2 separate regions of the Mus musculus genome follow, and region 1 is linked to region 2. Evidence: chromatin contacts called from public HiChIP or PLAC-seq data. All regions are on one chromosome and are shown on one strand. Each heading gives the region's core, a stretch centred on a gene start, on an enhancer-like site or on the middle of the called end of the contact. The rest is flanking DNA. Distances are from core to core; before and after follow the strand shown.

The links. HiChIP or PLAC-seq counts read pairs in DNA pulled down with a chosen protein or histone mark.
Region 1: a contact with region 2 is called in an H3K27ac HiChIP or PLAC-seq map of embryonic stem cells, with 11 read pairs. The contact joins the enhancer-like site here to the promoter of Slc30a9 in region 2. A contact is called at or near these places in 1 of 39 promoter capture datasets (macrophages), 2 of 15 datasets of contacts at CTCF or cohesin (CD8 T cells and the NIH/3T3 cell line), 2 of 484 Hi-C or Micro-C datasets (embryonic stem cells and female germline stem cell-derived STRA8 germ cells), 4 of 115 datasets of contacts at active chromatin or transcription factors (the SCID.adh cell line, embryonic stem cells and intestinal villus epithelium) and 3 of 9 other capture datasets (adipose tissue, liver and pancreatic islet).

What each region holds. Positions count from the first base shown.
Region 1 is chr5:67,338,296-67,344,340 of GRCm38.p6, forward strand. Slc30a9 (solute carrier family 30 (zinc transporter), member 9) reads left to right here. Exons shown (of 18, transcript NM_178651.4): 10 at 1,656-1,711; 11 at 3,799-3,934. Among named protein-coding and RNA genes, the nearest start is that of Slc30a9, 34 kb to the left of the region's middle. Within about 2 kb of position 2,661, at least 10 of the 459 cell types and tissues checked have an H3K27ac peak or open chromatin away from gene starts, as enhancers often do. A contact at or near this core is called in embryonic stem cells, where this site is marked.
Region 2 is chr5:67,305,249-67,311,271 of GRCm38.p6, forward strand. It overlaps Slc30a9 (solute carrier family 30 (zinc transporter), member 9), which reads left to right and starts at 1,707. Exons shown (of 18, transcript NM_178651.4): 1 at 1,707-1,949. The coding sequence starts at 1,847. RefSeq lists a cis regulatory region at 1,355-2,078.

The DNA.
Region 1 (6,045 bases), core at 1,411-3,910, 34 kb after region 2:
ATACTACTAGACAGTGCAAGGAGCAAGAAAATTGGCTTCAGCTAGAAGGAAAATATTTAATAAAATAGACTTAATTAGCAGATGATGGAAAACTTAATGGGGCTTTTAGAACTAACAAAATTATGTCTGACACAAAATCTCACTTGATAACATTGATAGAAGACTAAATCCTGAAAAGGGTCAGTCTTTAATTTTAATAATGGAAATCACCTATACTAGAACCAGAGATAAAACTGAAGAAGGTAAAGGAATCCTTAGTTACTTATGGAGACAGTACCAACAGAACTTAGCTAGCTTTTTTTTTTTTTTTTTTTTTTTTTAAAGATTTATTTATTTATTACATGTAAGTACACTGTAGCTGTCTTCAGACACTCCAGAAGAGGGAGTCAGATCTTGTTACAGATGGTTGTGAGCCATCATGTGGTTGCTAGGATTTGAACTCTGGACCTTTGGAAGAGCAGTCGGGTGCTCTTACCCACTGAGCCATCTCACCAGCCCTTAGCTAGCTTTTAAGAAAATTATACCTACGGTGCACAGACTTTGAGAGATAAGAGAAAGCAATGGGTCTTCAACTCTATGGAGATAGCATAGGTATGATATGAAAACTTACAATGTCATTATTTGAGAAAACATACCAATCAGTATTCTTCAGGGTCATACTTAGAAATTTTTCAAAATGTAACCAAATGCGATCAAGCAATATATAAAAATCATAGTATAGTCAAGTAAATATTGTTCTGAGAATATAAAGTTGATTTAATAGTCAAAACGGATAGAAATCAGTGCATTTCCACTGCCAGCAAATACAGAATGACATTTGAATTTTTCCATATATAGACTAGTAATAATAGTCACAAAACATTAATAAATCTAGCAAAAGGTGCACAAAACTTTTACACTGAAAATTGTAAAGTGTTACTGCGAGGTTTAGAAAGATCTAAAGGGCTGGGACACTGATTGGCAGCAAGGGCTTGCTTAGACTGCGAGGCTGGAGGTTTGATCCCCAGTACCACTAAGAAGAGGGAAATAGAATGAGAAAGAATTTGATGTGGATAAGATAGTTATCTATAGATTGAGTGCTTCCCAGTCGTAATGTCATTGTGCCTTGTTTTGTTTGTGACAGAGCCTTGAAACGTAGTATTCCAAACTAGCCTACATTCAATGCCCTCACAGAGTGGGCCAGCTAGAGCTTTTCCTGTGTCAGTACAGAACACTGTATTTCAACTAATGTTGTAGAAGCCATTTGTGTGGTTGATCATTTGTGTTGCATGCCCTTACTGATGGAATTTTAGATTCCTGTAGTTATTGTCTTGGCTTGTTTTGGTATGGCTTCATTTTTTTTGAGATGGGTTTCTTTATGCAGCCCAAGATGCACTCAGACTTGATTCTCCTACCTTACACCTCTTCAAGTGCTAGGAATTTAAGTGTGTGCCTCCATGCCCAGCTATTTTTCAAGTTTTTTATCCTTATAAACAATGTAGTTTTGAGTCCCCTTGGGTTTATCTTTATTTTTCTAAGTCCTGAAACTAGGATGTCTTGGCCATTTATGTGCATTTATGATTTCTTTGTTGCTGTTCTCTCCATCTTCCAAAGTGGCGTACTCACTGTATTCTCCATCTTAGTAATGAGCTCTTACTGTTCGCTCTTCTCCATAGGGCTTGCTAGCACTGGGCATCAGCAAATCTGTTCAAACACCAGATCCTTCTCACCCGTAAGTCAATGAGATAAAGCCAAGGGATTGCAGAGATTTGAGATTTATATAACATCAAGTTGTTCGGTATTTGGTCATTTCCTTTGTAGCATGTAAAGTGCCACGGTCAAAGTAAATTCAAGGCATAATTTGAAAATGGAATTGAAGTATTTTTATGCTTTATAGAGCAGCCTAGAGCTCTTCTCTGTATTTGGTAATAACAAAACACTTATCTTAGAGTTCTGTTTTTTTTTTTTCAAGGAATATATTTCATCCCAAACTTAGTTGGCCACCTAATCTAAAATTTTGATGTTAACCCTTTTAAAATGCATATTTCATACTTACTCTTTCTTTAATGCTTTTCTTATCATTGAGAAATCTTTTGATAACATTTCAAAATTAGGTATTTATAAAGTAAGGTTTTTGTTTTAGAAGATATTGCTTTGAGTATGTCAGTGTCCTGATGTAGATATTTATTTTTGTAGCCTCTAGCTCCATATCCATTGTTATTTTCACTAGCTTCATTAATACAGATTGATCAAGTTAAGGCAAAGATGTGCCTTTATCTCTGTGAAGATGTCTATTTTAGTACTTTATAAACACTTTTTCTTAATTGAAACCAGGGTACTGCTATTTTAATAATAATAATAATAACTGCTATTTTAATAATAATAATAATTTAAAAATTATAAGTTATCTAGCATAGAGAACAAATGTTAACAAATTGTATGCCGGCTTCTTGCTGGCAGGTCCAGGTGAGAGGAGAGAGGTCCGGGTCTCTCTGGGGCTGAGCAGGATGGCGAGTGTCCACAGCCCAAAAGAAACACACCAGGGCCTGGAGTCTGTCGAAGCAGGAACTCAACTTTATGGCATCAGCCTCTCACTTATATAAGGAACATAGGGAGTGGGATTTTTGGTGGGTTAGATGACAGAGGAGGTGGGGAAGGGTGACAGAGGGTATGGCGTGACTGACAGGGCCAATGGCAAAGTTCTACCTCAGCAACGGTGGGCTAGAGGCAGGGCCAAACAGGTCTTGCTGAATCATCCCGATGCGGAAGTGACTGAGACAGGTCTCAAAACTAGAGCCAGGCTCGGGTTTATTCTCAAGGCCCAAACCAGGGCCAAAATGGGGCTCAACAATTGCACATCTACTATATTTTACTATCTCTTGAAAAAAATATTTTCCATACCAAAAATTTAAATAAGAGGGTAAAAATTTAAAGGTTTATGTTCCAAAGATTGCTTCTTAAGTATTTTCAATAGCCCATTTTAGCACTACCTAGTACAGTGACTAAATTTTGGACAGTAGTTTAAGGAAATTTAGATATGGTAGCCACATGGCACTTAATATAGCATCAGTAACAACCCTGAAAACAAAAACAAAAACAAAACAGAATCCACAGTGCCTTGAAAATACATATAATTCAAATTGGCATATAGTTGCTGTTACTTTGGAAAAAAACTTTTAAAACAATTTTTTTTCTAAGTCAAATTTGTAAAATATTGTTGCATCAATAAACTGGAATTCTCTATAGCTAGATTATATTTTTGCCTGAAGAGAATTTCAGTAATAATTCCAAATTTAGAATTGCTGTTTGAATGTGTATCTACCAGAGAATGCAGTCATGTTTGTGTTTAAGAGTACATTTCTCAGAAAACGTTTCTATTTCTCATAGTATGTCATAATTTTCAAGTGTCCTGAGAGTGCTGTTTTGGTACTTAAAATGATACAAAGTAATGGTTCATTTTGACCAAAGATAATTAGAAAAATAATTGATGTTTTCAAAATTATCCATGAAAACATGCAGAAAACTGAATATATTGGTTTACTTGTGTGCTAAACTCTTCAGAGCCAGCAGTAAGTTTCATGTTAAACTGTTGAGAATTAAGCAATAAAATTATGGGTAATATTTTCAAAGATCTTGCAATTTTTTCCATTTTGTATACTGTTTTTATTGAAATTTGAACTTTGTGCTTATAGTATTTAATATAAAAAATTATGCCAATTTAATAGTCCAAGAATGATTTTGTTTGTTTTCATTGACTTATTAAACATTTTGAAAGTTAGTGTTCATTTTTGTAAACTATATGATCTTTTTATCTTTCAGGTACGGCTTTTCAAATATGCGCTATATTTCTTCATTGATTAGTGGTGTTGGTATTTTCATGATGGGCGCAGGACTCTCTTGGTATCATGGAATCATGGGATTACTTCATCCTCAACCAATGGAATCCCTGCTATGGGTGATCCTCCTTTCCCCCACTCTCACTTTGGAGTACTGTGACTTAGTGGAAACCTTTCCATATTGTATTAGAGGACAGAAATAATTTGCCTCTTGGCTGTGCCACACAAGTTAGTTGTGGTTTTGTTTTACACATGAGTATTTATGATCTCTGAATCTATATAATTGTGTGACTTAAGACAATTTTTACTTATTTCATGTGTTTGGGTGTTTTGCCGGCATGAATGTCTGCATCACATGTGTGCCTGATGCAGGCAAAGGCAAAGAGGATGCTGGCTCTCCTAGACTGGGATTACAACAGGCTCTGAGCTGCCTTGTGGGTGTTGGGAATCAAACCCAGGGCCTCTGATAGAGCAGCCTGTGCTCCTAACTGCTGAGCCCTTAATTTGGTGATGTCACACAGGAGGGTCTCCGTAGGCTTTATTACTAAGCACATCCTCTTTAGTTAAAATCTTGGGCAGCTTTACAGATTTTTCTGGAGATGCTCTTGAAGAACAAAAAGAACTCCATGCACTTCTAGTGCCAAGAGTGACCTTATACTAGGAATTAGAGTTTTCAGTCATTTGACAGAAGTCAGAACTACATTTAGTGTTAAAGCAAAACAGGAGGTTTTTGTTTCCTTTTTGTTTTTGTTTTTCCTTTGAGGCTCCATCAGGAAGGTCCTGCACTGGGGAACAGGAAAAGGAAGATGGTTACTTCCAGTTTTGTCACACCAAGGCTCTTCTGCTCAGTAGGCTGTGCCCAGCACTGGACAGAGAACAACAAACACTACAGTGGTCTTCTCTGGCCTTTGCAGATCTTTAAAAACTACCTTTCATTGACAGGCTTTAGAGAGCAGGCTGCTTTGCTGTTCTGACTCCTTGGGTCGACATAGACTGGTCATATGCTGTCCCCTCAGCTTCTGTGTTGCAGGGGATAATTTCAGGCATGTGGCAAAATGCCTCTTAGACATTTCAGAAGACTCCAGTTCAGGTCCCTATGCTAAGATCTACGTATGAGACATTTTACTTTCCATGGGGCACTGTGATTTTTTTTTTTTTTTCTCTTTTCTGACAGCCACCCTCAGTACCCTTCCTACAGTTTATATCAGACACAGTTTGCTATACTCTTCAAACTCTTGGGTGCACTTATTTAGCCCACTGAGCAATATTAGCAACTCAACACGTTCATCATAGAAATGCTAGCCTTTGGCCTCCTTATTCTCCGACTTGTACTGCTAGGCGCAAAGTCGGGGTGTGGTCTAATGGGAAGAGAGAGATCCCACCTCCTTCTGAAAGCCCCAGCAGCTGAAATACTTCATTCTGCTATTAGAACACCCTAGAATGAGAGTGAACTTAGAACTTTTTTTACTGTTTTGGGTCATAGAATAGTATATAATCAGTCTTATTTTAACATTCCATTACATATTTATATAATAACAAGTCAGTTAAACTAATCTTACTTTGTTTTTTGTCGTTTGGTTATTAAGACAGTGTTTGCTTTGACACCCAAACTGGCTTTGAACCTTTGAGTTCCAGCCTTACTCTTCTACACTCCCTGTGCTGGGATTACATACAGGCACATGCCACCATGTCTGGCCTAGTTTCCTACTTTGTTTTTAACCATAGTACATTTAGTGTAATGGAATGGACAAAGCTTGCCTCTCCTGTTGTGGACATGTTTATCAGCCCCTGTAGCACAGTACCTTGCTGTCCTAGCAGCATCTAATTTGAACAACATCATTTGACAGGCCAGAGCAATTTTTAAAATTAAAGAATAAATAGGTCCGTTTTTAATTGTGTTCAGGTTTTACTATGTCTTGTGATTGAGTGAATGAGTAGGATTCCATTGTAACTAGGCCCTGGCTGGCTAATGGAGTCGGTGGGCTATGAACTTGCTTCAGAGGTATTGATTGCTTCAGGGTCCTTGACCTGGAGCACTTATTTTTTTTACTAGAATTTTTTTTCTTTTATTTTTCTGTTTAATTAAAAAAAATGGTTTTTTTGGAGTCAGGAGGTTTTGAGACAAGGTGTCTCTGTGTAGCCCTAGTTGTCGTGGAACCCACTCTGTAGACCAGCCTGGCCTTGACTCAGAGATCTGCCTGCCTCTGCCTCCCAAGTGCTGGGATTAAAG
Region 2 (6,023 bases), core at 457-2,956:
AACAAACAAACAAACAAAAAAACAGGTACAGGCCGGGCATGGTGGCGCACGCCTTTAATCCCAGCACTTGGGAGGCAGAGGCAGGTGGATTTCTGAGTTCGAGGAAAGTCTGGTCTACAGAGCGCGTTCCAGGACAGCCAGGGCTGCACAGAGAAACCCTGTCTCGAAACAAACAAACAAACAAACAAACAAAACAAAACAAAACAAAACCCAAAAAACAAGGTACAGAAGTTTAAAGGGCAAGGAAGGCTCACGAGGCAAAGTATATCAGCTGATGGGTCCTGAGTAAGGTAAGGAAAGTGTCGGGATGCATGGTGAACAGGGGAATTTCAGGACATCGAGATAACAGAGCATGAGTGTTATAACTTTTTAGCTTATTAGAAGCATTCTTCACTGTCAGCCACAAAAACCACAGTGAGCTCATATGTAGGTGCAGGAAGGGCTGTCCGGTGGTCAGCTCTAACTCAAGCCGTTTTACACAGAACAGTTCGTGTTGACCTTTGATTTGATGGAATTTCTTAAGATTAGCAAACCTCATACATAACATTCAGAACATACAGGACAAAACCATGGTTATGTGGTCAGCATGTTCTTGAGCCAAGTCACTTCTTGGTCAGTGAGTGGCAGGCATGTTAGAGTAGTAATATAACTGGCAAGCATGGAACAAAATGGCTACAGTTATGGGGGAAGGGGTGTCAGACCATAATATATTTATCCAAATAGCTGCAATAGCCTTTTACTAGAGACCACAACCTTGTTAGCCATGGGCTTTTGACCTGCTTAACCTTACCAGAGGTGGATTCCCTCCTGTGAAGGGAGCCTCAAGTCCACTCAAAGTGGTGGGTTTCCTCCCCATTTACTGATTTGCACTCATTTTCTTTATTTTTTTATTAGATATTTTCTTTATATACATTTCAAATGATATCCCGAAAGTTCCCTATACCTTCCCTCGGCCCTGTGCACTCATTTTCCATTTAAAATTTTATTTTACAGTACTTTCACTAAGCGATTTAAATTAATCTTTAAAACAACTGGACATGCATCCCATTCTATTTATCTGGCCAGACAGGTATTGACTTAGCCCCTGGAATATAGTAGTATACGTATACTGCACAGGATCCAGTGTCCATATAGCTATTCTCTATTCCGGGGGGACAATAATTTCAGTAGTGGTATTTTGAAGAAAAGTGTACAGGGTAACTATTTAAAAATGAGAACCACGTTAATTATAATTAGGGTGGTGAAAGAAGGCTTAAGCTAAGAACTGAATGAACCTGACATGGTAATGGTTAAAACAGGCGAATGTGTTCAGGTTTCTTTCTCTCTGGGACCAGGCTGTTTGAAAAACTGCTCCATCTTCGCGTACACATAGTACCGCGACTTCAAATTTTATGCACGCCTCTAATTTTGTTATACTACGACCGAGAAGCGGAGGTTGAGTGATCAGCAAGGTGACCACGGTGTTGGACAGAGCGGTGCCGAGGGTTCAAAAGGAAAGGGGACAGAGGCTTAAACCCTGCCTTCTCCTCCTGCTTCCCACGCCCCGGCGGCGCTTCGTAAGACTGTCTCCCGGGACACGACACGGACTCACAAATGCCCAGCACAGTCGGCAGCGCACACCGTCCTGGCCCGGTGCTGGCCAGAAGCACCGCCCACCCCGCCCCCGCTGGCATATTCCGTCACTTCCGCTGTCGCGCCACACCCCCATGACTTCCGGGTCGCCGAGGCCGCCGGCCGCGGCGCACACATCCGTGCTCGCCGGGGTCCGGTCTATGGAGTCAGTTGGCGCGGCAGGCGGCTCGGAGGCAGGAGGTGGTGTCCGAGTGGGGGCCTCTGCCCCGCCAGGATGTTTCCGGGCTTGGCCGCCGCCGCCGCGGCGCACAGGTGCAGCTGGGCGGCGCTGTGCAGGCTCGGTGGCGGCCGGGCAGCGACCCGCGGCCGCAGCCAGGGTGAGTGACGGACCGGTGGAGGCCGCGCCTGGCCTCGGCAGTTGGCCCGCCCGCTTGCCCTTCTCCAACCCAGACAGAGCCTGCCGGTCTCGCAAGGTCCTCACAGGTGTCCCCGCGAGCCGCGGCTACCGGGGAGCGGCCAACCCGCGTAGGGACACCCTGAGGCGGACCTCCAGACCCGGAGGTCTTAGGGCACATCGCGGTGACCCAGGGTGACCCAAACAGGCCGTGGGAAATGGCGGATTCCACCAGCTTGGAGGGTCCCCTTGGGCCGCCGCCGCAGTTCTGTTGCTGCTTAGGTTGAGTGAGGTACTCCTGCGCTACACTTTTTCTTAGTGCCATCCCGTTTTCTTAAATCTCCCTAAATCAAAGTGGATGTCACATACGGATCTTAAGGTGAGGGCTTCTCACAGTTATCGAATGGGCATAGTCTGGGGGACAGGAAACCCACCGAAGTTTGCGGTTATATCGAACAATCCTTTTGGTGACAAAAGTGTCTCCTGAAACTGTACATAAATAACCCTGGGCGCAGGGTGGGATTGAGAGTTTTCATCTTCGTCAGCATTGCTTTCTCAGTCAGATTCAAGTTATTGGAGAGTTTCTAAAGTAGCATCAAACGTGTAAGTCCTGTTTCTGTTCACCTCCCTTGTTCCCGTAGCTTGACACGGAGGACTGCTAGCAGAGCCCAGGAGAGGACAGGACCAAATCCACCGCTAACCCGAGCCCCTCAGGTTCTTGGGATTTGCAAAGAGTGGTTACAGAAACGTTTCTCAAACATTCACAGTCACCCTTCAAAAACTTGGATCGGAAGGCAAAAGCTGCAGCCATTCAGGTTTTTTGATAAAAGCGGTCACACACTCCTGTGCTGGGCAGATAAAGTAGAATATATTCATACCGTATTAAAAGCTGGTTTCTAAGGTTGCAAAAGAATTGATTGCAATACACTGTTTTAGTTTGTTGTTAATGACAGAATACTGTAGCTAGTTTTCCCATGGTGGCGGTATGCCACTTATGAACAGAATGGGCCCTCTGTTTAAAACTCCAAATAAACTTCAACATATTACACAGAAATATATATACATATAGTGGCTGTTAAATGTTGTCCAAAGTGCCCCTTCAGTGTTGGTGAGGTGAGTTGCAGTAGTGTAATTTGTAATTCTTATTCTGGGTAGCTGTCACTGGGCCTAAAATGCTGGGCTCTTTGTCCCATTCTCTGTAGCTCAGATAGTAATTAGTCTCTTCATTTAGGACTACTTTGCAGAGTTCTTTTAGGATGTTTATTACTACAAAAAATTTAGTGTTTTTAACACTTAACACCTTTTTAAATTTGAAACATCACCTTGGTGGAAGTTTTGTTACGGTATTTGAAAGAGCAATCAAAACTATGGTTAAATTTAAAAATCATTTGGAGAAAGTGTGCTATTTAAGTTGGATGCATATTACAAGAAAAACTATTTGAAGCTTTTTGTCTTGTTTTTGTTTGTTTGTTTATGTTTTGGGGGAGAGGGAGTTGGGGATCCAAAGCCAGATGATTTTCTTTGAGAAGAAATAAAGTTTAGTTTCTTCTTCTAGAATGCTTACCTGTCTAATGAAGTCTTCTCAGGGATAAACAGAGGCGGCCAGGTATGGCAGTCCATGCCTTTAGTTCTAGCAGAGGCAGGAGGATTTCTGAGTTTGAGGCCATCCTGATCCACAGAATGAGTCCCAAGACAGCCAGAGCCACACAGAAAAACTTCATCTCAAAAAACCAAAATGACACTAAAGAGTAAACAGGAGGAACCCATTGACTGATACAAATACATAAAAATGAGAAACCTCTGTGAAGTCAAAGAAGAAAGACAGTATTCAAGAGCCTGGCCACAGCATGTAGTTTTGCACTGTGTGGTAGACTTATTTTTAAAAGTAAAAATAGTATACTTTAGCTAGTATATATTCTGGCATATAATTTTTAAAAAAATGTTAAGGTGTCTCCCATTTTGTGTTGTCTTCAGAATGCAGTGTGTATTTCACACAGCCCATCACAGTCTGGACTAAGCATACTCAATATGGCGGTAGGATAGCATATCCAACAATGCAGCAATGGGCAGAGGAGATGGTTGAATGTTGATGAATAACATGCAGAGAGCATGGTCTACAGACATTAAAATGTTTGTTTTTAAACATATATATTTAAAGGATTTCACTGCTGTCTATCTTGCATTGGCTAAGTTTACTCCTTTTTTTGTCGAAACATTTATTTGTTTGTGTGTGCACGCACATGTATGTTCCAGAATGTGTGTGCACAGAAGCCAACAGAGGGCGTGAATCACATGGGGCTATAATTATTGGCATATGCAGTACTTAGCTGCTAAGCCATATCTTTATCCTCTTAAGGTTTTCTACTGATGATATGATATTTTTTATGGGAGATGTAGGAACTCTCTTGTACTGATTGGCAGCAGAATTGAACACTGATTTATGAGGTAGTTATTCTCTGTGTAAAAGGAACCTTAAGAAGTTTGTGCCCTGTGACCTGACAATTGTAATGAAAATAATTTACAATAAATAAATACATACTGAAATGTGTATCTCAGTTCATTACTAATACATTGGAAGTTTATTTGTAGTTATAGTATTTGTATTATGTTAGATGCTTTTATTGATTTTATCTCCCTTCTCATCTTTTTGAGACAGGGTTTTAACATTTAACCTAGGCTGACCTCCATTTTGTGATCCTCCTGTCTCTATCTCTAAGTCTTGGAATTGCAGCTATTTTTACTTTTTCTTAGCAAATATTGAAGTAACTAAGCAAGACAGTAGAGCTATAATCCAAGTTGTAGCACAGGGAGTTGTCAGTGTGTGCTTTTGTTGCCTTTAAAAAAAAATAAAGTGAGAGATGGCCTTCTTTATGCTGTGTACTAAAACCATATAGGTCACATTCTCCTGGGCTGGGCCTCTCTATCTTGCTTACACCTCTGCTGGCTAGATGAGTAGGCAGGCTTTCCTGCAGCATTGGCTGGCAGAAGGGATGCCAGTAAACTGGGGCTCCTGAGTGTTCATATTGGCAGACTGTCACAATCTGATGGTGCTGTTAATAAGATCGCTCCTAAAATCAGTTCATGGTTTTAACATTTTTATATGTATGAATGTTTTGCCTGCATGTAGACCTGTGCATCACATGTGTGCAGTGCTCATGGAAGCCAGAAGAGAGTATGGGGTCCTCTGGAATTGGAGTTGCAGAAGATCGTTAGCTGCCTTGTGGGTGCGAGGAATTGAACCCAGGTCTCTGGAAGTCTCTTAACCACTGGGCCATCTCTTCAGTCCCCATTAAGATCTTTTTTTTCCTTTTAAGATTTATTTTATTTATATGAGTGCACTGTACCTGTCTTCAGACACACCAGAAGAGAGCATTGGATCCATTACAGGAGGTTGTGAGCCACCATGTGGTTGCTGGGATTTGAGTTCAGGACCCCTGGAAGAGCAGTCAGTGCTCTTAACTGCTGAGCCATCTCTCTAGCCTTCCATTAAGATTTTAATGAATTCTAGATAGCTTATTGGTAGTTATGTTTTTAGTTTCTATATGGTATACTTTCTGTGTTTTTTTGAGACAGGGTCTCTGCAGAGCCTTCGCTGTCCTGGAACTCACTAAGTAAATCAGACTGGCCTTGAACTCATAGATCTGCCTGCCTCTGCCTCCTGAATGCTGGGATTAAAAGCGTGCACCACCACACCTAGCCTATTGTACACATTTTTTTAAATATAGAAAATCAATTTTAAAATTACATATAATTCTGGTAGCTTATCAAGTATATTTTTTAGTGATTGAAACCATACTGAGTTAGACTCCCTTTTTCATGTAACTGTAACATGTAACTAGGAACTAGGAATTGTTCCTCATCTGGCAAGCAAAGGGTTTTTTTGTTTGTGTGTTTTGTTTTGTTATTCTCTCACATATTGTATCCCAACCACAGTTACCCATTCCTTTCCTTTCCTTCTCCTAGTCTCCACACCCAGACTTCCCCTCTCCCTCAGATCCACCTATCTTATGCCTCCCCTCAGAAAATAATAGGCCTCTCATGGACATCAACCAAACAG